4 separate regions of the Sus scrofa genome follow, and regions 2, 3 and 4 are each linked to region 1. A link is a contact called in public Hi-C, HiChIP or PLAC-seq and promoter capture Hi-C data. All regions are on one chromosome and are shown on one strand. The core of a region is the stretch at or near the end of the contact, and the rest is flanking DNA. Distances in the headings are between cores, read along the strand shown.

Region 1 (4,370 bases), core at 650-3,149:
TTCTCAGACCCAAACCCAGCCCTAACTGAATCAGTAGAGCTAGCAGACTGCTGTTTAACAAGTCCTCCAGGTGATTCTGGTGCAAATCAAAGTTTGAGAACAACCGCATTAAGGAATTCAGGTCTTCCTTTATCTTCTACACATTTGATAATCCAGTACACAGTGCTTACTCTGTGCCAGTCATCAGCCTAAAAGTTCCACAAAACATTAACTCACATGAGAAAACAACCCTTAAAAGTAGGAACTCTATTATACAGATGAAACTTCAGCACAGAGAGAGGTTAAGTTGTCGAAGCTAGGTGGTGGAACTAGAATTCAAACTTATTTTTAAATTGACATAAGTAAGTCTGTCCTCTTCATGCCCCTCCTCTTGCTGATCAAGTCCGCAGTCCTACTCCTTTATCTCGGCTACTCCTTTTCCCATTCAAATCTCCCATCCTGCCAACGTCCTTATTTTCTAGCATTATTGCTGTCGTCCTAAAACAAATTTCTAAAGCAATGGAATGCGAGTCACAACCTTGCTCTTAAAACACTTTCTCTGATCCTAGATGGCATCTTAGTATTGTGAAGCTGAAACTTCTATTTCTTAGGTCCTTACAACCTATTAAGGGCCCTATGTTAATTTCTCATATCTACGGTTCTGGCCAGTTTCCACAAGACCACGCTTCCTGGGCAACTTTCTGGCTCCTTCCTACTACGCCCTATCTTCTACTCCCTTCCTACAAGGAAACTACTTTTCCCCGCCTACCCGTATCATTTTCCTTGATTTAACTCCAGCTGAGAGAACTTCCACTCCTCAGCTAGACCCCTCACCCTGACGTCAAACCCAAGCTACCCCCATGAGGATTTTTTTTCCCCTGATCTCTTGTGGATCCTCAGACCCAGGAGTTCCCAGTCTGATCTAGGATCTTCCATCCCAGACCAGCGGTGGGGGGCAGGGCGCTCCGGTTCCTAACTTGTTCAAGATCTCCATGGGTCAGACCCTCCGAAGATCCGTAACAGTCCAAGAGCGCTTCTCCCTCGGACAGCCGCCCTTCTCAGGAGGGTGCTCAGCCCCCTCCCTGTCTTTCCTAGACGCCCTTTCTCCGACCCCGGCTGCTCCCAGTACCCTGGACCCCGACCTCCCTCGGTCTCTCTTCTCTCTCGAACCCAAGCCACTCCCAGTCTACGGCCCCCCGAGCCCCTCCCCGGCTTTCTCCGCTCGGGCCGCTCCCGGGATTCCCTGTTTCCACTTTTTCCTCGCTCCGAAGCTGTCCTGGGTATTCCCGAGTCACCCTGCCCTCGGACCAAGTCGTAACCCGCCATCCCCTCTCTAGGAGCCCAGTCGCTCCCGTCTCCCTACGGACCTACCCCTCACACACCCGCAGCCAGTCAGTGCCCCAGACCCGAGCGGCTGGCTGGGCGTCCCAAGGAAGCTCCCGGCCCAACTCGCTTGAGTCCGGCCCCAGCCTACCTTGCCAGCGCGAACTCCGCCGCCGGGAGCCGGGCGGTTCTCGCACTAGCCCAGTCAGCGCGAACTCGCGGCCACCGCCCCCGCCCTGGCCCCGGCCCGGGCCCGACCCGGCCTGCAGCCCAGGCCCCCTTCCGCAGGCCTCCGCCTCCGGATGACCGAGCTGGAGTTTTCGCTCGGAGATGGCCCTCAGCCTTCAGGCCCGCGTTACAGGCACTCACCTGCCGCTATCCTCGACCAACTCCAGCGCCACTGCCTCTACCTCGGCCGCCGGCAGCCACCAAGCGCCACCACCTCCCCCATGACAACAGGCCCACCCCGTTTCACACTTCCTACCTCTCCATTGGATAGTGGTGATACAGCTCTCTGCTCTTATTGGCTTAGTTTACCCGTCCGTCATAGCTTCCTTACCGCCCCTTTTCCTGGACCCGGTATTAGCCCCCTCCCGGACCTGGACCGTCCCAAGCCCAGCTTTAGTTGTAATTGGTTGACGGTTGGGCAGTTCGAAATCCTGATAGGCTGCAGAAAGTGTCTATTAAATCAACCTGCAAGGGATGTGGCGGCGACTGTTGGTTCGAGCTTGGGCAGTTTGGTTGCGCAGTAGAAAGCAAGGAAGGGGCAGGCGCTTATTGTCGGAGGGGAAAGGTTAACTCTTTGTTGTAAAATTGACTCTGTAAACATCCCTTTCTCCAACTTCCTCTCTGTAAGGAGAAACTTACCACTGCCTGCTCACCCAGAGGGCAGTACTTACCAACAGCAACATCAGAGTTGGCGTTTAAAGACTCATTAGCGGCTTCTTGAAAGAAAAGCACGTAGATGAAAATTTCCTCCTCTTCGCTTGAAGTCCTAAGGTGCTCAGTTACCTTAAAGTTCATCTCCATGCTAAAGGGCAAAGAACCACCACTGAAGTTAGTCCACTTTGGTTGCAGTTATAAACGTCGTTAATGAATTGAAGTGGTATGTTGAGAGTTCTGCAGCTTTCAGACGCAGCGCTGGATGTCTCCTGCAAGGGACCAGGCAACCATCAGCAAGTTTGGACTATATGGGCCACATTTTACCCTTGTGATGCTCTGAAAAGGAGAATTCAGCTCCCCGTAACTTGCTTTCTATGCTCAGCAGTTCTTAAATAGCCCTACTAGATGTGTGTCAGATACTTTAAAAGCTTGTCTTTTTTTCTGAACCTCTCTTCCCAGCAGTCTAAATTAAGACCATTGAATGAATTGCAGTTCTTTTCTCACATGGCACAATGTACAAGAATAAATGATTGCATTTTTTATTCATTTGGGTACAAATCACAGTAGGCACTTTTGAGAAATCTGGTGTTGCTATAAAAACTCTTGTACTCCTAGAAATATATCCACCATTAGCTTTTTGCTTTTCTTTTTCATTTCTGCCCACTCTGCCTGTTCATAAATAACAAAATGCTCACCTAATTACCCTTTCAGTTTCTAAATCAGATTTAAATGTACCCTCCTCACAATTCCACCTATAACATAAACCCCATGGGTCATGAAACATACTCAAGGATGGACTGGAACAGGTTGAGGATGTACTTCCCTCTTAAACAGCACTTTATGGTTGGGGACTTGCTGTGGAACCAAGAATCTGGACTTTGCTCCTTACTTCTTCCTGCTAACTCTTTGTTCCATATTTCTTCTATTTACCCTTCTTTCCTTTGCCAGCAAGCAATAAGAAGTCTAAAACTGCATGGTTTGTTATCTCCCTCAAAATTGTCTATTTTCTAACATATATTTTTAGTCACGTTTAAATAAACTACATACTTCCATCACCAAACTAAGAGGAAATTATTCCTCCAGCAACTCTACGTAACAATAAGATGTCTTTTCCTAGTTATTTTCCGGAACTTTCCTCCCCCTTCTCTCATCTTCACCTTCCAATTTAGAAATAACCTCCCCTTCAATTCAATGACTCATAAAAAGCCTGTAAAAGGAAAGTGGAAAAGCCAAAATAACTTTAGTGATGTCTGAATCACCCAGTTGAGGGAAAGATCACACATTGACCAGGATAAGATGGAGTCCAAGGCTTAACAAAAGCCTGAACTAACATCCCATAATAAAAGAAGTAACATGTAAATGTGAAGATGCTCCAGTAAGAAGGAGATATCGGTATGTCCCTTACACAGCTTTTTAATGTATTACCAGCAGCTTTCTTCTCTCTAGTCTTGGCAGTGTGCCCTACCTACCTACCAATTTTAGGGCAAGTTGAAGGCAATTAATGTTCTGGCAGATAGGAAACAATAACGTCATAGGAGGGCATGGCCATTATTATGGTACTTTGGGTAATAATGGCTCTTGCACAGCCGTGGTGACTATGTGCCATAGAGAACATAGAATTAGGCCAGCCTCACTAAGAGGACTTGCCATCTAAGTTCAGGAACTCAACAAAATTACTATAACAAAACTAGGAAAGTTGCCACAAAGGTCAGCTATTCCTTCTATTTCATACGCTAAAAAAGAAAAAAAACTATTCATAAATGTTTTTGCTCATACATGTTTATACACTTATACCACACCCATTCCTGGTGAAAAATCAGTTAAGAAAAATGTAAAATACACACATACAATCCAATAAGAAGAGAGAAAACCTTAAAGAAGGAAGGTTTTGTGTTTTTTTGTTGTTTTTTTGTTTGTCATTTTAGGGCTACACCTGCGTATATGGAGGTTCCCAGGCTAGGGGTCAAATCAGAGCTGCAGCTACTGACCTACACCACAGCCACAGCAATGCCAGATCCTTAACCTACTGAGCAGGGCCAGGGATCAAACCTGCATCCTCGTGGACACTAGTCAGATTCATTTCCAGTGAGCCATGATGGGAACTCCAAGAAGGAGGGTTTTCAGGAATGTTCTTTGATCCAAGAGAAGGGCTACTATGTTATTGGCGCCCATGCAGTACCGCTTAT
Region 2 (3,992 bases), core at 144-2,643, 420 kb before region 1:
GTTAAGGCTCCTCCTTTTGAAAACAACAACTACCTCTAGGCTCAAGGCATCTAAGAGATTTTGCTGCTTAATTTCCCAGACTGAAATTCTCTATTCATCAAAAGCACTAAACAAAATAGTCCTTGGAGGGACAGCCCTCTGCACCCCACAACTGGGAGAGGTGGAGAAAGATGGCTGTAAAAAGTTAAACAAGAATAAACTTCAGCTCCATCAAAGTCCTGGGCAGATCCAATTACCCTTGCAACTGGACTGTTTCAGCTCTCAACAGATGCCTATTAAGGACTCTACACTAGAAACACAAGTCACCATTCCATGTTTAAAAACAATTAAAAACAACTGTACTTCCTTTTGTCCTTTTCTCTAACTGCAAAAAAGGTGAGCAACAGGAAACAGAATTCCTCCACTATGCACCACCACAAAACCAGGCCTGAATGAGTCAAAACAAATAATTTTTCTCTTTGTCACTCAAAACCCAACTTAAAAATAACTTAAAAAAAAAAAAAGAAAGAAAGAAAGAAAACTGGGGCAAGAAAGGGGCTTTTGTCACTTCTACAAATTTTATATTCCTAACTCCTCTTCGCCTTGACACCCATTCTAATGCTGGCAAAGCCCTCCTTGCAGGTATTCATTCCTCCAAACAGTAATCAATCTATCAATCTTATTTTTAGATAAATAAGGAAGGCGAAGGGAGTGACTAGGAGACCTTATTTACACTCCACAGACGTGCCTAACCAGCTCTCACAGAGGAACCAAAAATCAAAATCTGCCAGAATTGAAAAAAATATAAAACCAACCTTCAAAAGGATACCTCACCGCCCACCAGACCTAAGCAAACAATCTGCCCACTCGGGCTCCCACCTCGACGCCTCTCTCCAGCCAGGGATTCCTCACCCTTGCTTCCTCCCGGGCACCACCACCGCTACCCGAGGGGCAGAAGCAGGGTCTAAGAACAAAGAAGGTCCCCCAAAATCCCCCCCCAACGCTGGCAGAGACCAGAACTGAATCCATTGTTTATACCACCCCACCCCCACCCCAGCCGCACCCGCCCCCCCTTCCACCCCGGGGCAGCAGGAGCTCCAGGGATATCGCTCTCCAGGCGCAGGGCCGTGCCCTTCCCTCCCCGCCCGCGGCGGCCCGGGGACCCCACCACGGAGCAGCTCTGCTGCGGCAAGACTGCGTCGGAGGACCGCGGGGTGCCGGTGGAGGCGGGGGCTGTTCCTCAGGGCACCGGTGGATCCATCCTCATCTCCATCTCCGCCCCCCTCCTCCTTCGCTGCCTCCCGGGCTTCCTCCTCTCCCGTTGTCAGTTAGGATCAGCTGATCGAAGTGAACTTCTCCCAGCTCGGACTAACAGGAAGGCGTGAGCAGTGCAACCCACTGAGGGAGGAGCGGGAGGGCTGGAGCTTGACAACGGAGAGGGCGGAGAAGGGCGCGCACAGCTTTCTGGGAAATGTAGTTCTTCTGAAGTGCGTCTTTCCCCAACATCCCGGAAGAGAAGCCCAAGAATAACTACAATTCCCAGTACAGAAGAAGACATTCTTGTGAGGAGGCGATAGGGACACGCCTCGGAGCATGTCGGGACTTGGAGTTTTTGCAACGAGTGTGGTTTCCGCAGGTTTCCGCAAGTTGTTTTGGGAAGGAGTGGCGTTAAATTAGAGAACTGATATAATATGTAGCATAGGCGAGGCAAATAATTCGATTTCAGGTAACCCTTATTGCACACCATTCTTTAAGAAATATGGAAAGACAGGCCGTCTCCAGTTACCCAATTTCACCTTGCACAAACTAAGAGGCCAGAAAGAATTTTAAGAGAATATAAGTACTTTTGGAGGAGTTTTGTTTTCTCTTCATGAAAACCAACCATTACTTTATTTTTCTGACCTTTCCTTACATATTTTAAAAACTCCCGAGTTTTAAATGGTCTTTTAGTTAGAGAGGTACATTTATTCAGGTAAGCTTTCAGGTTACAATACAGGCTAATGGTTAACACTGTTATCTCTCTTCTTGTAAATGGCCTTATGTTTGTTCAGTGCTTTCACTCTTTGTTTTTTAATTTTGTTTCTTACAACAACACTGAAAGAAAGCCTGATATCAAGAGCACTGGTCTGAGAAACTGACTGGGTGCTTGTTCTAGAAAGCTCTTGGTATAAATCACACAACTCTCCATGAAACAAAAGGATTGTATTGTGTAATTTCTCAGGTCCCTGCAAATTCTAATGTTCTATGTTTGTATCATGATAGTTGTTAAACAGGGAGAGAAAAGGAAGGTTGAGTGACTTCTCTAGCTGAGTCAAGAACCAATCTCCTGACTTAAAGTGAGATAGTTTTTTACCTTATGATTCAATGGACATAGTTAGAAAGTAATGAAACCAAATCTAGGGGTTCCCTGGTGGCCTATCCAGTTAAGGAGGGATCATTGCCACCTGCTGTGGGGCAAGTTGGACCCCTGGCCCAGGAACTACCACATTGGGTGGGGGGAGGGGCAGTCAAAAAACCCAAATATACATAGTAATGAAAAAGCCATGGAGTTCCCATTATGGCTCAGTGGTAACGAATTGATATGGTGTTGCCCTGAGCTGTGGTGTAGGTCACAAATGAGGCCTGGATCCTCTGTTGCTGCGGTTGTGGTATAGGCTGGCAGGTATAGCTTCAATTCGACCCCTAGCCTGGGAACTTCCATATGCCTCTGGTGGGACCCTAAAAAAAAAAAAAAAAAAACCTCCTAAAAGTGTGTGGAAAGCAGTTCCTTCCAAAGAGAGCAACTAAGGTGAGAAAAAAGAGGAGTTCCCATCGGGGTGCAACAGAAATTAATCCTACTAGGAACCATGAGGTTGCAGGTTCGATCCCTGGCCTCCCTCAGTGGGTTAAGGATCTGGCGCTGACATGAGTTGTGGTGTAGATTGCACATGTGGCTCGGATATGGCGTTGCTGTGGCTCTGGCTATAGCTCTGATTAGACCCCTAGCCTGGGAACCTCCATATGCCTCAGGTGCAGCTCTAAAAGATGAAAAAAAAAAAAAAAAAAAAAAGGCAAAAAATAAATTAATTAATAAATAAAGCCTTCTTACATTTATTAAAAATAAAAAAGTGAGAGAAAAGAAAGACTTTTTAAAAAAAAAAAAAAAATCTGAGCTGTGTGTGTGACCTACACCACAGTTCACAGTGCCTCGGAATCCTTAACCCATTGAGTAAGGCCAGGGGTTGAATCTGCAACATCATAGATCCTAGTCAGGTTCATTACCACTGAGCCGCAAGAGAAACTCCAAGAAAAACTTCATTTAAACACACTTATACTCTTGAAATTACTATTTAAGTTCAATATAATATGTCAATAATAGTGAAAAAGACTAGTTTACTTTTATTTATTGTAATAGATCGTTGCAATTATCAGACCCATTTCTGTTGTCTTGTGGTTTTTACCATTCTCATTCTTTGTGTGCTTAGTTATATTTTGCTATGAGCTGCATTTTCCCTGGAAAATCATTTGTAGGGGAGTTCCCGCTGTGATGCAACAGAAATGGATCCGACTAGTATCCATGAGGATTTGGATTTGATCTCTGGCCTCACTCAGTGTGTCGAGGATCCCACATTGCCACCAGCTGTGGTTTAGGTTACAGACGAGGCTTGGATTCCGAGCTGCTGTGGCTGTGGCTTAGGCCGGCCCCTAGCCTGGGAACTTCCATGTGCCACAGGTGCGGCCCTGAAAAGCAAGAAAAATAACAATCATTTGTGGGAAGTTTGAAGGTTAGGATATAGTTTCGTTACTCCTGAGAAGATTTAGTTTTGCTTCATCCAAGAGATCACTTTAAACTATCACTGTTAGGGAGTTCCCATTGTGGTGCAGCGGAAATGAATCTGACTAATATCCATGAGAATGTGGATTTGATCCCTGGCCTCACTCAGTGGGTCAAGGATCCAGTATTGAGCTGTGGTGTAGGTCACACATTCGGATAGAATCTGGCGTGGCTGTGGCTGTGGTGTAGGCCAGCAGCT
Region 3 (3,917 bases), core at 725-3,224, 320 kb before region 1:
TGAGTGATGATTTATTGCAGAACTTTTTAGCATTCCAATTTTTGCTGTTAGTAATACTCCAAGAACTTTTTTTTTTTTTTTTTTTTTTTTTTTTTTTTGCTTTTTAGGGCAGCACCCGTGGCATGTGGAGGTTCCCAGGCTAAGGGTTGAATCAGAGATACAGCTGCTGGCCTACAGCCACAGCCGCAGCAACACATGGCTGCAACCTACACCACAGCTCACGGCAATGCTGGATCCTTAATCCACTGAACGAGGCCAGGGATCGAACCCATGTCCTCATGGATCCTAGTTGGGTTTGTTAACTGCTGAGCCATGATGGAAACTCCCATCCAAGAACATCTTTGTACAAAATTTTTGTATTAGGATTGTTTGTCAGAATAGTTTACCAGCATATTTATTTATTATTTTTGTCTTTTCTAAGGCTGCACCTGTGGCACATGGAGGCCGCCGGCCTACTCCACAGCCACAGCAACTCGGAATCCGAGCCTCGTCTTTGACCTACACCACAGCTCGTGGCAACGAAGGATCCTTAACCCACTGAGCAAGGCCAGGGATCAAACCTGCAAACTCATGGTTCCTAGTTGGATTCATTAACCACTGAGCCACAACAGGAACTCCCATCCAAGAACATCTTTGCACAAAATTTTTGTATTAGGGTTGTTTCTAAGAATAGTTATCTAGCATTTTTAGACTTTCTATTCACATTCTAGATTGCATTCAAAGAGATTGAACTAGTTCACAAATAAATGGATTTTAGCTTATGCTTGAAATGTTTTGAGCTGTTTTGTGTGCTAGTCATTGTTTTCAGCACTTGCAGGCAAACAAACAGGCAAAAATTCCTATCCTTGTGAAGTTTAGGGAAGGAAGGGGTAGATGAGGACTTAAAAAAATATTTTGGGGAGGGTATCAACCTTTTTATTTTCCCAACTTTCCCTGTGAATGGAAAAACTTACTACTGCTACTTGTGTTCTTCAATATGAAGTTGTATGTAAAACCTATTTAAGTCCAATCATGTATTTGAAGGGGGCAGGAATAAGAGGGGGTTTGGGAATTGATGCTCTAGGAATAAGGAAGGTTATCTTGGGGGAAGAATTTAAAAGAAAGAATCTCATTGGCCATGTTTTTGATTTCACTTTCAATTTTCTGATTACCTGTGAATTTGAACATTTCTCCTTTGTTCATAGTTGGTTTTACGTGATAGTATTCACTGTTCACTTTTAGCTTTCAGATGAGTATGTGTGTGATATGCTGCTTAAGGAGTTATTAATACTCTTTTTATAGTCATTTGAATGGATAGCTGGCAGATGTAAAAATCAACCCTCTTTGAGCAATTCACTGTGTACCAGATACTCTGTTAGGGTTTGAGATTACAAAAATAAGAGAATTTATGCTGTCTGAAAGCTTACCATCTGGGAAAACTGGTGCCTAAACTTGGAGCCCAAGATCCCAGACAATGTTTCTTTAAAATGCAGTTTCTCACACACCAAAACTTTGGATTTGTTAGGGAGGGGTGGAGGGCACAGGTGTTTACAATTTAAATTAGCATCCTTTGATTGTGGTGCTGCTGATTGTCACTGAGAAACACCGTACAAATAGGTACTACAGAGAAAGGAAACATTAGATTTAAGATGCCATCACTTGTAGGCTTGGAGAAGCACGCACTGGGTCCACTGTACATAGATTTTGATCCTCAGCTCAAAGAGTCGTTTCAGAGTCCTGATAACCTCATACCGGCAAAGGCACTCTGTCAGAGGTCCCTCAGGTCGGAAGGCAAACTGGAGCGCAGTCTTCTCAAATCCAGCTCACCACTGGAAGCCCCACCTCCTTCCTCTGGGCCCCGCCCCCGCCAGTGGTCCCTTCAGGCTCCACCCCTCGGCGGGCTGGCCCCCAACGACGCCAGAGCCGGAAGTGACGACACCAGCGAAGCCTTTTGGGCGGGGCCTGGACTGGCTGCTCCAAAGGCTGGGATTTCACATCGGAAACAAAACAGCGGCTGCTGGGGAAGGGACCTGGGCTGCGAGAGGTGGCGGCTGCGACGAGAAAGAGTAAGTGCGCGCTGGGGAGGTGGGGAGAGGAACGCGCCCCTCATCGAGTGCCGATAGGGGCGGACGCGGGCAGGGCCCGGCCTTTTGTCGCCGCCCGGGCCGCTGAGCCGGTGTCCTCGAGGATGAAGAGCGGGGCGCGGCCGGGCAGGGACCCAGGAACCCTGTGTGGGGAACGAGAAGGGGCGGCCCGTTTCCGTGATCGGTTGAAGAGAGATTCTCCTTCTAACCCTTGGTCCGGAAGTGCTGGTTTCCCGAAGACCTCTCAGGGCGCAGGTGCCTTGGGCTGGGATTGAACGTTTTGCCTGGAGTGTAGCGGGAGAAAGAGGAAGCGCCTTGCGCTAGACCTGGTTGAGCAACTGGTGAAACTCCGCGCCTCATGCCCTGAGTGTGTTCTCGTCCAGGAGCAGCGAGTGGCATTCAGGGCTAGGGCTAAGTTCCCTCTGTCTCAGTTCGGGGCGGAAAACAGGCTCGGATGCTTTTGCCTTGGTCGAGACTGTCAGGAGGCATGTATGTCCAGTGCTTTTCATGGATTATAGATACTTGGCGTTGTCATACCGCTCAGATTCCTTTTAAATATTTGTTTCTCTTGTAGGAAAGTAACTTTATATTTTTAAAAGCATTGCTCACCCACTTTGGACAAGATGAATAAAGTGTTCAAGGTTTATTATGGGAGATAAGGATAGTATGCGAATGACTGTATTGGCAGAGCACATTGTAAGTCATAATATTCTCTGAAGTTTGAGGCACGTAAAGATTACATTTAGTTAAGGACATCTTGTTATTTGAGTTATCTTTTTCAGTGGAAAGGTTTTCACCCTCGGAGTTGAAGTGAGGAGGGCATTATATCAGAGTGTACTACGCACAGGGGCCCTCTGGATCCTAAGGATCCAGTGACCCAGTCGGCACATTAAATAGCTGTTATGAAGGAGGATTAAACGGGAAAGTATATTGGAGCCTGTTGCATTTGGCTGATTTCTGTCACCTGCAAAAGCCAATTTCAGTTCTCCTTAACTCACCTGGCAGTTCAGCCAATTTAAGCCCCCTCCCACCTCCATTTAATAGCAAGCCCTTAACACTGAAAAAGAAGCCTATTTATTGAGTGCATGGATTCCTTCACCTTTACCCTTCCCCAAAATAGTATTTTTCCATTCCTCTACTTCTGGTGCTTGAGTAGGTATGTACCATTATTTTGGGTACACTTTCCTTTGAATGGATGTGATCTCTTGCTGAATTTCAAGTTAATGGCTGCCCCAGTCCTTGACTGCTGCATGAATTTCCATTTGGGGAGAACTGGAGGATTGGAATTGGTCTCTGAAAATCACTCTAGCAGGAAAGATATAATATTTGTCTGTCACCAAGGTCCGTGAGGTCTGCTTCCTTTCAGATCCAGTTCCCTCTCCCACCACTGTTAAACAGATTGTAGGGAGAGACTTTCAGAGTCCACTCTTTCTTGTGGTAGATGCCAGGCAGATTTGGAAGGTATTTTGGGCTTTGCTTAAAGTAGTTTTGTGATAAGAACTTTGCTTTAGGCATGCTAATCTGATAGCAGGGGCTACAATAGTTAAGAGATTTGAGATGACTTTTCCATAATCCAGATGAGATATAGTGACAGTTTGAACTTTGGTGGTAGCAGAGGCTTGGAAAGGAGGAAAAGTATGAAGAAGACATGGGGAGAATTTGAAGAGGAATTTGGAGAATGAGGCAGATAATCACAGGAATAAGTTAGGAGCAAAGAACTAGTCCAGAGAGGAAGATGAGGAAGTGGCTTGAAAGTATCACTTTTGAAGTGTCAGCAGTTGAAAACATCCTGTGGACAGGCCTAGAGCTGTAAACATGAATCGCTTAAATAGACTTATTGGTCGATGTTGGAGT
Region 4 (4,297 bases), core at 723-3,222, 390 kb before region 1:
GGCAAACTTCTCTTTTTTTTGCCATTTCTTGGGCTGCTCTCACAGCATATGGACATTCCCAGGCTAGGGGTCTAATTGGAGCTGTAGCTGCCGGCCTATACCACAGCCACAGCAAAACAGGATCCAAGCCATGTCTGCCACCTACACCACAGCTCGTGGCAACGCCAGATCCTTAACCCACTGATCGAGGCCGGGGATCAAACCCGCATCCTCATGGATACTAGTCGGATTTGCTAACCACTGCGCCATGATGTGAACTCCAGGGCAAACTTCTTATTTGTAAAATGTAGCTGGCATTTGACTAGCACTACTAAAAAAATATCTTCTCTCTCTCTTTTTTTGGCCACAGTGTGCAGTGGCTTGATGTAGGATCTTGGTTCCCAGACCAGAGATTGAACTGGGGCTGCTGCAGTGAAAGTGCTGAATCCTAAACACTTGACCACCAGAGAATACCCTGAAAAAGGTATTTTCACGGGCCTTAGTTAATTTGATCCTTGCAATAGCTCAGAGGAGTAATTATTGGTCTGTCTTAATGGTAATAAACCCAGCAAGCAGAAATGCAGGACGTTATTTTACAAACGGTGGTACTGTTACAGCCTTTCCTATTAGTCTCCCATTGCTTTTTTTTTTTTTTTTTTGTCTTTTGTCTTTTTAGGGCCACACCCGCAGTATATGGAGGTTCCCAGGCTAGGGGTCTAATCAGAGCTATAGCCGCCGGCCTACGCCACAGCCACGCCAGATCTGAGCCGCATCTGCGACCCACACCACAGCTCACAGCAATGCTGGATCTTTAACCCACTGCGTGAAGCCAGGGATTCAACCCACAACCTCATGGTTCCTAGTTGGATTCGTTTCTGCTGCACCATGACGGGTACTCCCTCCCATTGCATTTTATGTTCTGTTGATACCGGTGTATATTCGTTTCTTTCAATCAGCTATATATTTATTGCTATGTATCAGGCGTTGTTCTTGGAACCGGGGAAACTCAGGAGTGAACAAAACAGACAATACTGGCACTCCTTAAGTTTACATTTTAGTGGCATATGGGCAGACAAACCATAAGAAAATGATAGAGTAGATGGTTGTAAGTGTTATAGAGTAAAATTAAACAGGAAACGCAGGTGGGGAGTGTGTAGGTAGGATCAATTTTATAGGCAGTAGTCAGAGTCTGTCACCTCTTCTGCTTTGTTTGCAGCTCTTCCAAACAACAACAACATCACTCCTATTTACCTCCATATTTCCAGCACCAGGCACTTAAGGGAGACAATGACTGCATACTGAATAAATTATAATCCTTCTGAGAAGTAAGCAGTTAGGAAACAAAGGCCTGTAAATAGATACTAACCATACAGTCCATCAACTGAAGAACCTAATCTTTTGTGATTAGTTCATTTCCATTAGTTTAATAATCTTTTTAGCACGTTTACATTACAGAATGAAAGCTGTATTAAATTTAAAGGCCGTTTCAGGAATTTCAAGCAATGTTTTTTGGCTCGTTTAGGGCGCGAAAGCTGTGTATTGGAGGTGTGTGTGTTTCCATTTTTTGAAAAAAAATCACCCCTTGCCCTATCTCTTGGTATCAAGAGTAGCTGTTTTCTAAGGAAACATTAACACTTGGGGTTTCTACGGAGGTGCTGGGTTATCAGTCCATCGAACTTCAGTGAGCCACAAAACAAGGTTCTAACCTCGAAACACAAACTACAAAAATCGAGAAATCCTCTAACAGTCCTCGGGCAGGGTCCAGCCGGAACCTTGACCTCAAGATGGCGTCGCCTAATCATAAGATTCAATCAGCTCCAATCAAAAATGGCAGGGTGGGTCTTAATTTACAGTTTAAGCCTTTCTAGCCCTCACTAGGCGCGCCTTCTCTTTGGTTGTTCGCCGCTGATTCAGAGCCTACAGTGAAGACTATCTAGAACGCTCCTCTCTATGATCTTCCTCTCCACTCCCTCAGCCGCAGTGCACGCCGGGCAATAGGAAGACCTCCAGAAGCTCCCCGCGCTGCGCGGCTGTGTTTGCGGCCTGTGCGAGTAGGAGTCTCGGAACCAATCTCCCGGCGAGCGGTGCGCAGAAACCTCGAACCGGTGGAGCCCACTCGTAACCTGGGGCCCACAAGGCCGCGAAGACAGTACCGTTTTCTCAGCGGCGGGTGAGTTCACGCCTCTCAACGCGTGTGGAAACCGGGAGACGGGGTAGTTTGGCTGGCGGAGAAGGGAAAGCCGCCGGGGAGGCTGCGAAAAGGCCGGGTGGGATGGGGATTGGGGGGGGGGTTGGGTGGGGGAGGGGACGGGCACGAGGCTTAGGTTTCTCCACTTCTCTAAGGCCTCGAAAACCAGTGGGCCCAGCTGTAGCCTGGGGACGCCGGACCTATTGCCAGAGCCTTCCTCCTTGCATTGCTCCTCACTTTCCTTTTCACGGCCCGCCACAGAGTGGCCTCGGCCCATTCTGGGCTCCACGTTTACCACAAAACGATCGGTCGGCCCCTGGGGAGCTCGTCTCTTTGGTCCCTTTCTAACCCGAGCCTGCGGAAGCCCTACGGTAGATATTCTGGGCCTGGGATAGGTTTGCACCGGGCTCTGCCTAGAAGCCGGCCAGCACCCACCCTTTTCAGCGAGGAGCTGGTCACCAACTGATTTCTTTCCCTTCCCCTTTGGTCATCTAAAGCCCGCCACCGAGTGAACTGCTCCCCCTCTCCCCGCCCAGAATTTAGCTACTGCTCACCTTTTCTAGCACTCCCTTGGTTGGTTTGCCTGTCTAAGATTGTGATGAGTGTTGTGGTCCTGCCCCCTTCCTCCACTGGAGGTTCCCGTAAACTGTATCCCCATTGATTCTCAGGGATGACCAAGCTCCACATTAAAATACGTTACTTAGTTCTCGTCCTTCTTTGCTCTTCAGTACTACTTTTTAAATGCGTTTTTTCGAAATAGTTATAGGAGTGTGAAGATTATTTCGAAGTTATGTAGTATGGATTTATATAGCCATGGAAGAGCCATTTTAATATTGGACAGAGTGGAGCAGATCCAAAGGGGGGAGGAGATTGGACTTCTCTTGCACCAGACTGCTCTAGTTTGAAGTACTGTGAATTTGGGTAGTTGGCAGTAGTTTATAAACAATTTTTATATTGTTTTGAGAGCTTTAATTTCTAAAAATATTCAAAGGCCTACAAAGACATTCAGTTGGTCATCAGTTCCTCACGATTAAGTTAGATACTGTGCCATTCTACTTAATTTAACTTAAAGCCTTGGTTTTCTTCACCTGTAAAATGAAGATTATTAACTATTATCCACCTCATAGATTATTGGGATTGGGAATTAATTGAGAAAACCGTATGTAAAGTCCTTAGTGCAGTGCCCAACTAACCTAGTAAGTGTTTAATCCCTATTGACTGTTACTTGTTATTTGAGGATTTTCAAAAGTGACATAGGAGGCTGACCCTGACTCTAACATTTTCCAGTGTACTCTGGATAGACTTTTATAAATAAAGTCAAAGTTAATTGTTGGTATGTTACTACTAGAAAGAGGCATTGTGATAAGCGAAAGAGCCTTTGGATTGGTAATTTCAGGATAGTAGAGACCTTGGAGTCCCTTATTGTGTTTCTTTGGACAAGTTAGCTGCTTTTTCTGTAAATGAAGAATACTATAGCCACACTAGGTAATTTGGGAGATTAATGAGATAATGTATAATGAAAGGTTTTGTAAACAAAAGTAAGTAAATTAAGATGTTAGCTGATTTTTTAAAAAATTGTTGACTTACATTTTCTAAAAGTAAAAAAAATTTTTATTATAGTTGATTTACGGTGTTCTGTCAACTTCTGATGGACAGCAAATGACCTAGTTGCACATGTATATAGATTGTTTTTCTCATATTGTCTTCTATCATGTTCTATCACAAGTGATTGGATATAGTTGCTTATGTTATACAGCAGGACGTCATTGCCTATCCATTCTAAACGTAATAGTTTGCATCCACTAACCCCAAACTTCCAGGCCATCCCACTCCCCCATCTCCCCGCAGTTGCAATTCTGTTCTCCATGTCTGTGGGTCTGTTTCTGTTCTGTAGAAAGGTTCATCTTTGTCATATTTTTTTATTTTAAAAAAATTTTTGCTTTTTTAGGCCCACACCTGTAGCGTATGGAAGTTCCTAGGCTAGGGGGCGAATTGGAGCTGCAGCTGCTGGCCCACACTGCAGCAACGCCAGATCCTTAACCCTCTCAGTGGGGCCAGGGGATCAAACTGGCATCCTTGTGGATACTAGTCGGTTCATTACCATTGAGCCACAGTCGGAACTCCTGTGCC

Evidence for each region. Promoter capture Hi-C pulls out the DNA fragments that hold promoters and counts their contacts. A called contact is a pair of places that touch in the nucleus more often than the background predicts. HiChIP or PLAC-seq counts read pairs in DNA pulled down with a chosen protein or histone mark.
Region 2: a contact with region 1 is called in a promoter capture Hi-C map of fetal liver, with 2.4 times the contacts expected there. The contact joins the promoter of ZFYVE1 here to the promoter of NUMB in region 1. A contact is called at or near these places in 1 of 5 promoter capture datasets (fetal liver) and 1 of 47 Hi-C or Micro-C datasets (subcutaneous adipose tissue).
Region 3: a contact with region 1 is called in an H3K27ac HiChIP or PLAC-seq map of alveolar macrophages. The contact joins the promoter of PSEN1 here to the promoter of NUMB in region 1. A contact is called at or near these places in 2 of 5 promoter capture datasets (fetal liver and liver) and 1 of 2 datasets of contacts at active chromatin or transcription factors (alveolar macrophages).
Region 4: a contact with region 1 is called in a Hi-C map of embryonic fibroblasts, with 3 times the contacts expected there. The contact joins the promoter of RBM25 here to the promoter of NUMB in region 1. A contact is called at or near these places in 2 of 5 promoter capture datasets (fetal liver and liver), 1 of 47 Hi-C or Micro-C datasets (embryonic fibroblasts) and 1 of 2 datasets of contacts at active chromatin or transcription factors (alveolar macrophages).

Annotation. Positions count from the first base shown.
Region 1 is chr7:96,796,791-96,801,160 of Sscrofa11.1, forward strand. NUMB (protein numb homolog) reads right to left here and starts at 1,900. Exons shown (of 9, transcript XM_021099490.1): 1 at 1,672-1,900.
Region 2 is chr7:96,378,893-96,382,884 of Sscrofa11.1, forward strand. It overlaps ZFYVE1 (zinc finger FYVE domain-containing protein 1), which reads right to left and starts at 1,394. Exons shown (of 12, transcript XM_001926161.6): 1 at 1,148-1,394.
Region 3 is chr7:96,476,283-96,480,199 of Sscrofa11.1, forward strand. It overlaps PSEN1 (presenilin 1), which reads left to right and starts at 1,975. Exons shown (of 12, transcript NM_001078667.1): 1 at 1,975-2,045.
Region 4 is chr7:96,404,690-96,408,986 of Sscrofa11.1, forward strand. It overlaps RBM25 (RNA binding motif protein 25), which reads left to right and starts at 1,973. Exons shown (of 13, transcript NM_001243829.1): 1 at 1,973-2,149.